2 separate regions of the Rattus norvegicus genome follow, and region 1 is linked to region 2. The links are chromatin contacts, called in public Hi-C maps. All regions are on one chromosome and are shown on one strand. Each heading gives the region's core, a stretch centred on a gene start, on an enhancer-like site or on the middle of the called end of the contact. The rest is flanking DNA. Distances are from core to core; before and after follow the strand shown. Region 1 holds the start of Atp11c (ATPase phospholipid transporting 11C). Region 2 overlaps Atp11c (ATPase phospholipid transporting 11C).

Region 1 (4,295 bases), core at 1,490-3,989, 60 kb before region 2:
AGGCTTCAAGCTTTCTCTCTAGTCAAGTTTAGGAGAGGTTAGATTCCTTTCTGAATTGCCTGGAAGCCATGGCTTCTGTTGCAGTCTGCTGACACCCTGCAATAGTTGGCATTATGTACCATTACTGGTCATGACAGTTTGAGCAGGAGGAAGGTGGTTTCTGTAGCTCTGTTTATGGAGTTGGCTGAATACACCTGCTAGCTGATGGTCTGCTTTTCATAGACATCCTCAGCACCTAGGTTTTCTTTGGAAACTGTGAAGAGGCACTGAAAGACCAAAAATAATTTCTTCCTGTCTTAAAAAAACTTCACAAAGGAAGGATTCTACGGGCTATTTGCAAGAGCAACTCTAATCTCAGGTTGAGCTTGAGGTATGGAAAAAATCGCTTTTTGCATAAATCTCATGTTTTGGTAAATACAGTTTGATTGGTTTGGAATTGCAATTTTATAGGGAAGCAAATTACTCAGGACTCAGGAGTATGGGTGTTGTGCTGCCATAAATTAAAAAGACAAAGAGATAGTGGAATCTAATAACAAATGAAATGTGAACAATGATTTTACTACGTCCCAAGGGATCTTAAATTCACCACTTTCAAAGCGCAGTCAAATTTACAAAGTTTTTCGAATGCCCATTTTTCAAAGTCTGCACAAACCTATGAGCAGAGTACATTTACTTCCATCCGCTTCACGGAGAAAGGATTTACCAGCGAAGCTCCCACCCCGAACTGTCTGAAACAGTTAAAGTTTACATTTCTTTGATAAAGATTCTAGATTTCTCCCTGGATGGCTATCAATCTTGGGGTTACAACCTGCGACTCAAGGCAGAGGTGGCCGCCCATCGTCAATAAGAGTTACAAGAGCCAAGTTAAAAGTGTAGAGCAGAAAAAGATTTAGGCAATGTGGTCACATTGATAAAGGACAAAGAAATCCAGTGGCAGCTCATTCAATACTTCTCCCCAAAGGACATGCACATCAAAACACTCTCAGGCAAAGTGTGGTCCCACCTAGCATTGACCTAGCCACATTATCATCTGGATTTTAGTTTCATATTGTAAGATGGTCTGACAAATCGTTAGAAATGTGTAGAATCTCTTCTCTGGACAAATTTCCCTTTCTGGCAGGGAGTTTTTTCATCACCAACTAGGGGATTCCCCTGTAAATTTCCATTCCTTTGGGATCCATTGTTTCAAAACTGTGATGTATAGTCAGACTGAGAGACACAAATGTCTCCTGAGAATATCTTTATTTCTGTCAGGCACATTACTGAGTGGTAATAACTCCCTTCACTTCCCCATTTTAGTATTAAGAATAGTGTCTGTCACATAAAAGTCAACTAATAACCAGTAAATGAATTTCTGTGTTCAGTACAAGTCAGGAAAAAACAACTTCACTTAAAAGCAATTCCTTGGAGTAGAGAGCACAGTATTATACATGTTGTCGATTAAGTATCCTACTATCTAATTAATACAAATGTTAAGAGTTCTTACAAATCCTTCCACACACCTTAAGTGTGGGCAGAAAGTCATAGCAGGGAAAGAAGAAATGGTGGACTTTACCTCTAGGCAGTTAGAGCCATTCAGGAACTAATTTAAGTCTCTTGCATTTGCACTTTATTGTGCTTGGGCTCCTCCTTGACCACAGAAACAGGGTCAAACTTCATAGCTTGTTTCTATGAATGCTTAGGGGTTAGCTTTCATTTGTAATGCCCCGCCCACAGGTGTCCTGGTTCCTGCTTGACAGAGTGGCTGTGTTCCTTTTCTTAGGCTGCACTGTACTTTCCAACTGACCTCTCCTTCTCTCCCCAGGACTTTGTTCCCTGGGCTCCTCCGAAGCCTTCCCACATGTCCAGGCTTGCATTATTCTCCAGCAGCTCTGTTTATAAGTTTGGCCCAATGAAAATTTCATGGTTTTCCGGAGAGTTTCCCAGGATCCTTTGCAAAGACATTGCCCTCTCCCCTGTTTCCTTTAGCATTAGAAATCATTACATTCTAACATGTAGGTTTTACATGTTTGTAGCTTGTAACTTCACTTCGGCCAGCCTACTGGGGAGGTCTTTTAAAACACATTGCTGTTTCCAGCTTCTAGAAAAAAAAAATGCAGTAAATGTTTGTTGAGATCAAACTATCCTTCGAGGGTAAAATGAGGAGTGCCCTAGCCTCCTCACATTAAAATCCCTTCAGGAGTTCACATTAGGTCAAGAGACTAGCTGAACCCAACCTTTCTAGGCTGGCGAGAGAACAGGCCTCTCTGTACAGAACTGCCTTTACCTACTTCTTTAATGTGTTTATAGAAGAATTGGAAAGTTCTCAGCTCACAGCCTAGGGCGGGCCTCCTCAGAGGATGGTGGAAAAAAAGGGTGAGAGCGTAGAGAACTGTCCGGGCTCAAGGGACTACTTGAGCAAGCTTTCATTTTTACGTTTTAAACTTTTGTGTATTATAATTGTTAAGTTAGCAAATTGAGGGCATGCAGGATTTCATGTGGCGTAAATGTTGAGTTCTGGGAAAGTTTTTCAGCACTCGGGGCTTTACGTAATTTATCCTCCTCATCACATTTCCCACAACTAAGAATCTACCCAGTGTTTCTGATTTCCACACGCAGCTGGTGGGTGGGAACCCTGGTTTAGCCAAACAGTCTCAGCAACACAGTGAGCAGACCCGTGTCGGGCATGTGGGGGAGCTCCCAGCCCACAGTAACAGCCCAAGAGAACCGATGGACTACAACTCCCAGGTTGCACTGGGAGCGTGGAAAAGGGCGGGCGATCAAGGAGAGGGTGGCAGGGAAATCCCGCCCCGCTTCGCAGCACCAACGACACAAAGCCCGACTTTACAACCTCCTAGAGAAAGTGGAAGTAAGAGGGCTTAGGCGGGGTAGACAGACGAAAGAAAACGCAAACCCAAAAAGCCCCAACCCAAACCCAAACTACGAGGTGAAGACGGCTTAGGTGGGACCCGAGAGGGGAGCGTCTCCCGTCTGTAGCCTAGGAGGGGGCGGCTTTTGTAACTACTCCCACCGCCCGCGCCTTGCCGCGCCCGCCCGCGCCAGGGTCTCCTCAGTCCCTGGCTAGTCCGGAGTCTTCCCTCAGGGAGCGGCCACTCCCGGGCAGGAAGCGGGCGCGTCCAGCAGCCTTGAGGCAGGCCACGCCAAGGCTCTTCTCAGCCAGAAGTGCTGGTCGGAAAGCGCGGGGCCGAGGAAGGACTGCCAGTGAAGCGGTGCCACGGACGAGTTAGGGCCGGGGTGAGGGAGAGCGTGGCTTCTCACAGACCCCTGGGAGTAGTGTCAGGCGAGGCGTGGGGACGCCCGAGAGGGGCGTCCGCTGGAGCTAGCGAGTGGGGAGTCGGGCGGGGGGCTTAGCGGCAGGACGAGTGTGAGGCGCGGGGTGCTGAGGCGGGCGCTAACGGGGAGTCTGGAGCGCCCCCCCCCCCGCAGGGAGAGCCGCGGCCGCTCCACCAACCCTCCCCCGCGCGCCCGGCTCGCTTCTAGGCGGGCTGCAGCGGGAGTGCCGGGCGGTGCTGAGGCCAGATAAGGGGAGCAACGGGGCCGCCGCCCCCGAGCCGGGCAGGCCGGGGCTGGGGGCGGGTCGCGGGGGAAGGCGGGGCGGGGCGGCGCGCGGGGGCGGGCGGGCGGTTGGGCGGCCGGGGGCGGGGGCGCGCAGAGGCGAGGAGGGCAGGCGGCGGGCTGGCGGCGGGGCAGGCGAGCTAGCTGTCCGCTTTGCGCCGCGGGCCCACGCCGCAGTGTGTTTTGTGGACGGCGCCTTCCCAGACAGCCCAGTGGAGCCCAGCCTGGCACCCCGCAGCCTCGGACGCGATGTTCCGCCGGACCCTCAATCGTTTGGTGAGTACACTTGCTGCGGCTCCACGCGTACCCCGGTGGCCGGTTCCCTGGCCCCCGCCGCTCCTTCCCAGTACCCGTGCGAGGGGACGAGTGGGACGCGCCAGCCCCTCTTCTCCCTCCTCTGCTTTTTAACGGAAACCCGGCACTCCGGGTGGCCTGGGTGGGGAGGCAGGTGGGGTTCTTGGCTGTCCCACCCCTGCTCCAGGACATTTCAGCCAAGGCTCCCCGGGGCTCTGAAGAACTCTGCCTCCTGACTGGGGATCGCCTCGGAGTGGCAGGCGCGCGGAACTCGGGGCGGGGGGCTCCCTGGGGCGGGGGGGGCTCAGTTTCCCAATTAGTAGAAGATGGCGTTGGATTATCGGGGAGGAAGCTTTCTTTTGTTTCCTCAGCCACGAGCACGTGGAGGTAAACCTAGACCTGTCACTGTGGCCCAAAAGAAGAGCTAGGGGTCTGAGAGAGCTGGA
Region 2 (4,545 bases), core at 26-2,525:
AAAAGTTTTCAGTGTAAGCAATTACCCCATACTGCATTTCTTGGGAGCAATGAAAACCTAAAATTGCATTGTGTTAATAGTTGCATGATGCTTTGAATATATTAAAAATTATTTCATGATAAAAAAGTAGGTCCTATGAGTATATTAATGACAGGTCAATAAAGCTGTTTGAGGAGGTACTCAAATCATTATATAATTATGCTACAATTTACTTAGCTTCGTGTACTTTCATAAATTGCTTTCTTCGCTGTAGCCTGACTTCTTCAAATGTGTAGTGAAGATAATACTCACTAAAATCTTCTGTTATCAGCTGATTATGAGAATAAAATGAACAAATTATGTCTTTGAACATAAACTTAAGATGTCAGTAATGTTTGACAGTTTAAAATTATGTATAGACCTTAGAAAAATCTGGGAATGGATTAATTCATTTTCAAAGATTGGATAATAAATGAAACCAACTTAGCATTTTGCTACTCAGGATGAATATGTGGTTAGACAGAATATTTACAGGCAAGAGAAATATCAGCATTTATTATTCAGGGAGGAAAAACAGATCCAGCAAGGGAAAATGAAGAAGATTCCTTAAAGAAAAGTGGTGTCATGGAAAGAAAGGGCAAGCAGTCTTTCTGTGGATGGTGGTGGTAGGGCTAGAGAGATGTCCAAGCCTGGCACCTGGAGCGAGTGCTGGTACAGTAGTAGAATATTTCTCTGCCAGGCATTAGAGCTCTGGATTGTTTTAGTATTTGCAGAATACTATAAAACAGCAAAAAATCAGAAGAAAAATTTAAACTGTAAGTTTCCATTGGATTTAGCAAGTTTGTATTGTGGGAATATGCTAACCAAATTACAGAGAAAGAAGGTGGAGAGAAAGCATGAGGGAATCCCTGGATATTTTTGTCTGTTTTATTTTATTTTGAGAAAGATGGTCATTTCTTTAGCAATTATGTGTTAAGTTCTTACTACATGTTAGGCATTGCTGTAGGTAATTGTGGTATACCAGTGATCACAACAAAATAATCTCTGTCCTAAAGGCTCTTCCTTCTCAATAGTCCTAGTAGAAGGAAGAGGCTAGGGAGATTTTTTTTTTTAAAGTCGGGAGTGCTTAAACATATTTAAAGGAAGGAATAATGGGGGACAGAGTAGACATGACGTGACTTAATGATGTAGAGGCAAAATTATGGCATTGGTGCACAGAGGTGGGAACATTGAAATCAGAAAAGGGAGTAGCTAGGCTTGGTGATTCGCCACCTCTAATTGCAGCACTTGGTTGGCAGAGACAAGTGGATCTGTGAGCTTCCAGATCAGCTTGGTCTCCTTAGAAACTGCCAGGACAGCCAGGACAAAATAAAAGAGAGCCTGTCTCAAAAAAGGAAAGAAGTGTAGGTGAAGGCTTTTGATCAGAACAGCCATTTTTTGTTTCTCAAACTAGAACAAAGAGCTGGTATATCCATGCAGGGAAATGGGAGAAGCCTCTTGGAACTAGAGGACATTGGCTGCGGGATGAAGGAGCAAGGTCTCATGTAGAACAAAGTATGGAAGGCAATTTGAGAGGGCTATAAAACCTTGAAAACTATGCTTAGGTTGAATGTGAGATTGTAGAAAAGAAGTTCTGAGACTTCTAGGTTTCTGGATCAGCTGGGGGAGGTTGTCTTTTGTGGATAATGGACTTTCCAAGTACTGTAGCAAGAGTTAGTGTAGAGAACAAGAGTGAAAGCCAAGTTTCAAAGTCTTCATTCAGTGTCAATAAGTGACCAAAGTGTTTTTGATAGAGATGATGAGATGATGTTAAAGGTCATGGAGATAAAGACGTCAAAGAATTATGGAATAAATTGACTGCACATTAACATGACAGTTTCATCAGATGCTGGAAGGAGATGAAATGGAATTACTAATGACCCAAGTGAATGAGGTCAAAAGTTCTTAGGGTGGATAGTTGCCCATGTGAGAAGCAACCAGTGTTTCTCTTCACGTGGTATGAGCCAAAAGGTACGAGGTGATGAGGTTGAATTCGTAGACTATATGAGCAGTGCAGGGGCTAAAGGAAACTCTGGGTGGTGAAGTTGGAGGCATGTCAAGAATATACGGGTATTTCCAGGGGAGAATTTCCAATTTAATACTAAAGAGAAAATGGTTAACAAGGCTAGGCTAGCAATTTCTGCAGGGCATAGCATAATCATGAAAGACAAGAGAGGAAGGGAGAGGGAACAATAAGGTTATGAATGTGAAAGAGTTGAACATATCCCATGCCTGGAATTCCGGCACTGGGTAGACTGAAACCAGAAAAGATTTTCCTTGAGTTTGAGGCCAGCTTGGGCTACATAGTATATTCCAGGACTGCCTAAGCTATACAGTCTAAACAAAGAAAAGAAAATGTTTTGGGGAGAAATACAGAATAATATGAAGATAAGCAGCAGGATCACAGTCACAGGTAGTTGTAACAGGCTTTTAAAAGGGTTTTACTGTTTTAATCCTTTATTCATTCTCATTCATCCATTCATATTTGTTCCATTTCGCTCCCTCCCTGCTTGTCCCCCTTTCTCTCTTGTCTCCCTACCCTTTCTTCTGTCCAAATGCTATACCATATGAGCAGTTCAGGATTACACAAAATACTCTGTAGTTTCTCTATCTTTTCTATCTGTCGAAAAGAGGCTAAGCCTGTTGTTCCTAAAGCACTGTTGTTTACTAAGCCTGTTGTTCCTAAAGCATGCCCCTGCTATTTAGTCTACTGCTGTTTTAGAAATGTAGTGAGAAGCCTTGGTTGTGATGCCCTTTTTTAGGTTACTTAAAAAAATGAAAATGTGTGCTCTCAGGAATAAACAAGAGCATTGATATGTAGTGTTTATGATCATGATTAAAGCTTAGTTTCTGCTTTTAGTATAGCAGTTGAATGATTGGCATTTATTCATTTGTCTATTTATTTATAAAGAAAGGGATAAAGAACATTGACAAATAATGTAGGTCCAAGATTTACAAAGTAAAACAGTGGATTGTATGCCTGCTCTTTGAACAGTTGCTAAGCTTTATCTTATTTAAACATCCCAAAGCCGTTTTTGATTAGTTCCTTAATTCAGATTATCAGACTCTAGTATATGAATTTAAGTCCAGAGGTAATTCATACTAAAAGTTACAAGCACTGATACCACAAACTTGCATGAATTGGTTCTTTAGAAATTTGTTCATTGTGGGGAATGTATTTAAGAAGGAAACCTAATGTTTAACAGCTGTGAAAAAAAAAACTAGACTTTGGTAAAATTGGAGATATAACATTCTGGATAAAAATCATAGGTTACTTGGATTCATACAAGAAGAAATACCTCTTTTCTTTCTTTTATTCTTTTCTCTCTCTACTCCTGGGTGTGTTCTTTTTCTCTCTTAACTCCCAGATGTTCTGGAACTCACTCTGTAGCATGCTAGCCTGTACATCACTACTGCCGCCTGACTGGAAGTATTTATGTTTAAGCAAGACATCATGTTTTACTATAAATGGAAATATAAATTAGTCATGCAAACCAGTTTAGAGGATCACAGTAAACCTAGCTAATTCATAATGTGGTTTAATATGAGAGACAGTCCTATTAACGGTCTGAATTTATAGTAGTAGTATACTTATAGTAGTCTATTGTTTTTCCTCTTGCTATGGTAGTTTCATAAACTTAATTATTCCCAAAGCAAATCTATTCAGATGTCACAGATGGAAACCATATTTAGTAAACATAGACTTTTGTTTGTTTGCTTGTTTCAGATAGGGTTTCTCTTCTCTGTATAGCCTTAACTCTCCTAGAACTTGAGCTGTAAACCAGCCTGGCTTTGAACTCACAGAGATTCTTCTGCCTCTGCCTCCCGAGTGCCAGGATTAGCCCAGCTAAGCATACATGGAATTTTGTTTGTTTGTTTTCCAATAATTTATTTTTTTATTCACTTTACATCCCAGTCACAACCCCGCTCCTCTTTTCCCAGTCCCACCTCTTAAAAATTCCTCCCTGCTTGCCACCTCCTCTTCTGAGAAGGGGACTCCCCCTTGGGTACCCTAGGACATCCGATTGCAAAGATTGTTCTTAAGGTTTAGGTTGTAATAATGGTTTGACACATGTGTGGAACACAGTGATTATTGGTTTTCTTTTTTACTTAAATATGTGAACTATGCTCAGGTTCCTCCCACTGCTCTGCTCCAACTTTGATATATTCATATTTTTCTCTGAAGTATCCCTGAGTTAATCTTGAACCTAAAAACTAGATTGCTTTAAACATTTACTATTAATAAATACACTACTGAAAAAGTTGGAACACTTATAAGTTCTCTAAATTTTTTATAACAAGTTCTGCATTAATTCTCGATTTAGTTTTGTTGCTCTGGGTATTAATCCAGCACCATTTACAAGCGCCATTGTTCCTTATAGAAGAGGTACTCGAGCCAAGCTCGATGCTGAAATAGCTTGTGAGGCTTAGTTTTGACCTAACTGACTAAAGGCTGTGGGCTCCCAAAAGAGACATTTGAGCCTCTCTTGGGGTCTAGGGTTATCATCAACAGTGAGGACACAGTGG

Evidence for each region. Hi-C and Micro-C count contacts between places; a contact is called where the count stands out from the background.
Region 1: a Hi-C map of hepatocytes shows a contact between it and region 2, with 1.6 times the contacts expected there. The contact joins the promoter of Atp11c here to the enhancer-like site in region 2. A contact is called at or near these places in 3 of 12 Hi-C or Micro-C datasets (hepatocytes, kidney and liver).

What each region holds. Positions count from the first base shown.
Region 1 is chrX:143,786,851-143,791,145 of GRCr8, reverse strand. It overlaps Atp11c (ATPase phospholipid transporting 11C), which reads left to right and starts at 2,739. Exons shown (of 31, transcript XM_039100444.2): 1 at 2,739-2,848; 2 at 3,733-3,831. The coding sequence starts at 3,805.
Region 2 is chrX:143,725,046-143,729,590 of GRCr8, reverse strand. The region is part of intron 2 of Atp11c (ATPase phospholipid transporting 11C); the gene reads left to right. Among named protein-coding and RNA genes, the nearest start is that of Mir3589, 51 kb to the left of the region's middle. Within about 2 kb of position 1,275, at least 2 of the 93 cell types and tissues checked have an H3K27ac peak or open chromatin away from gene starts, as enhancers often do. A contact at or near this core is called in hepatocytes and liver, where this site is marked.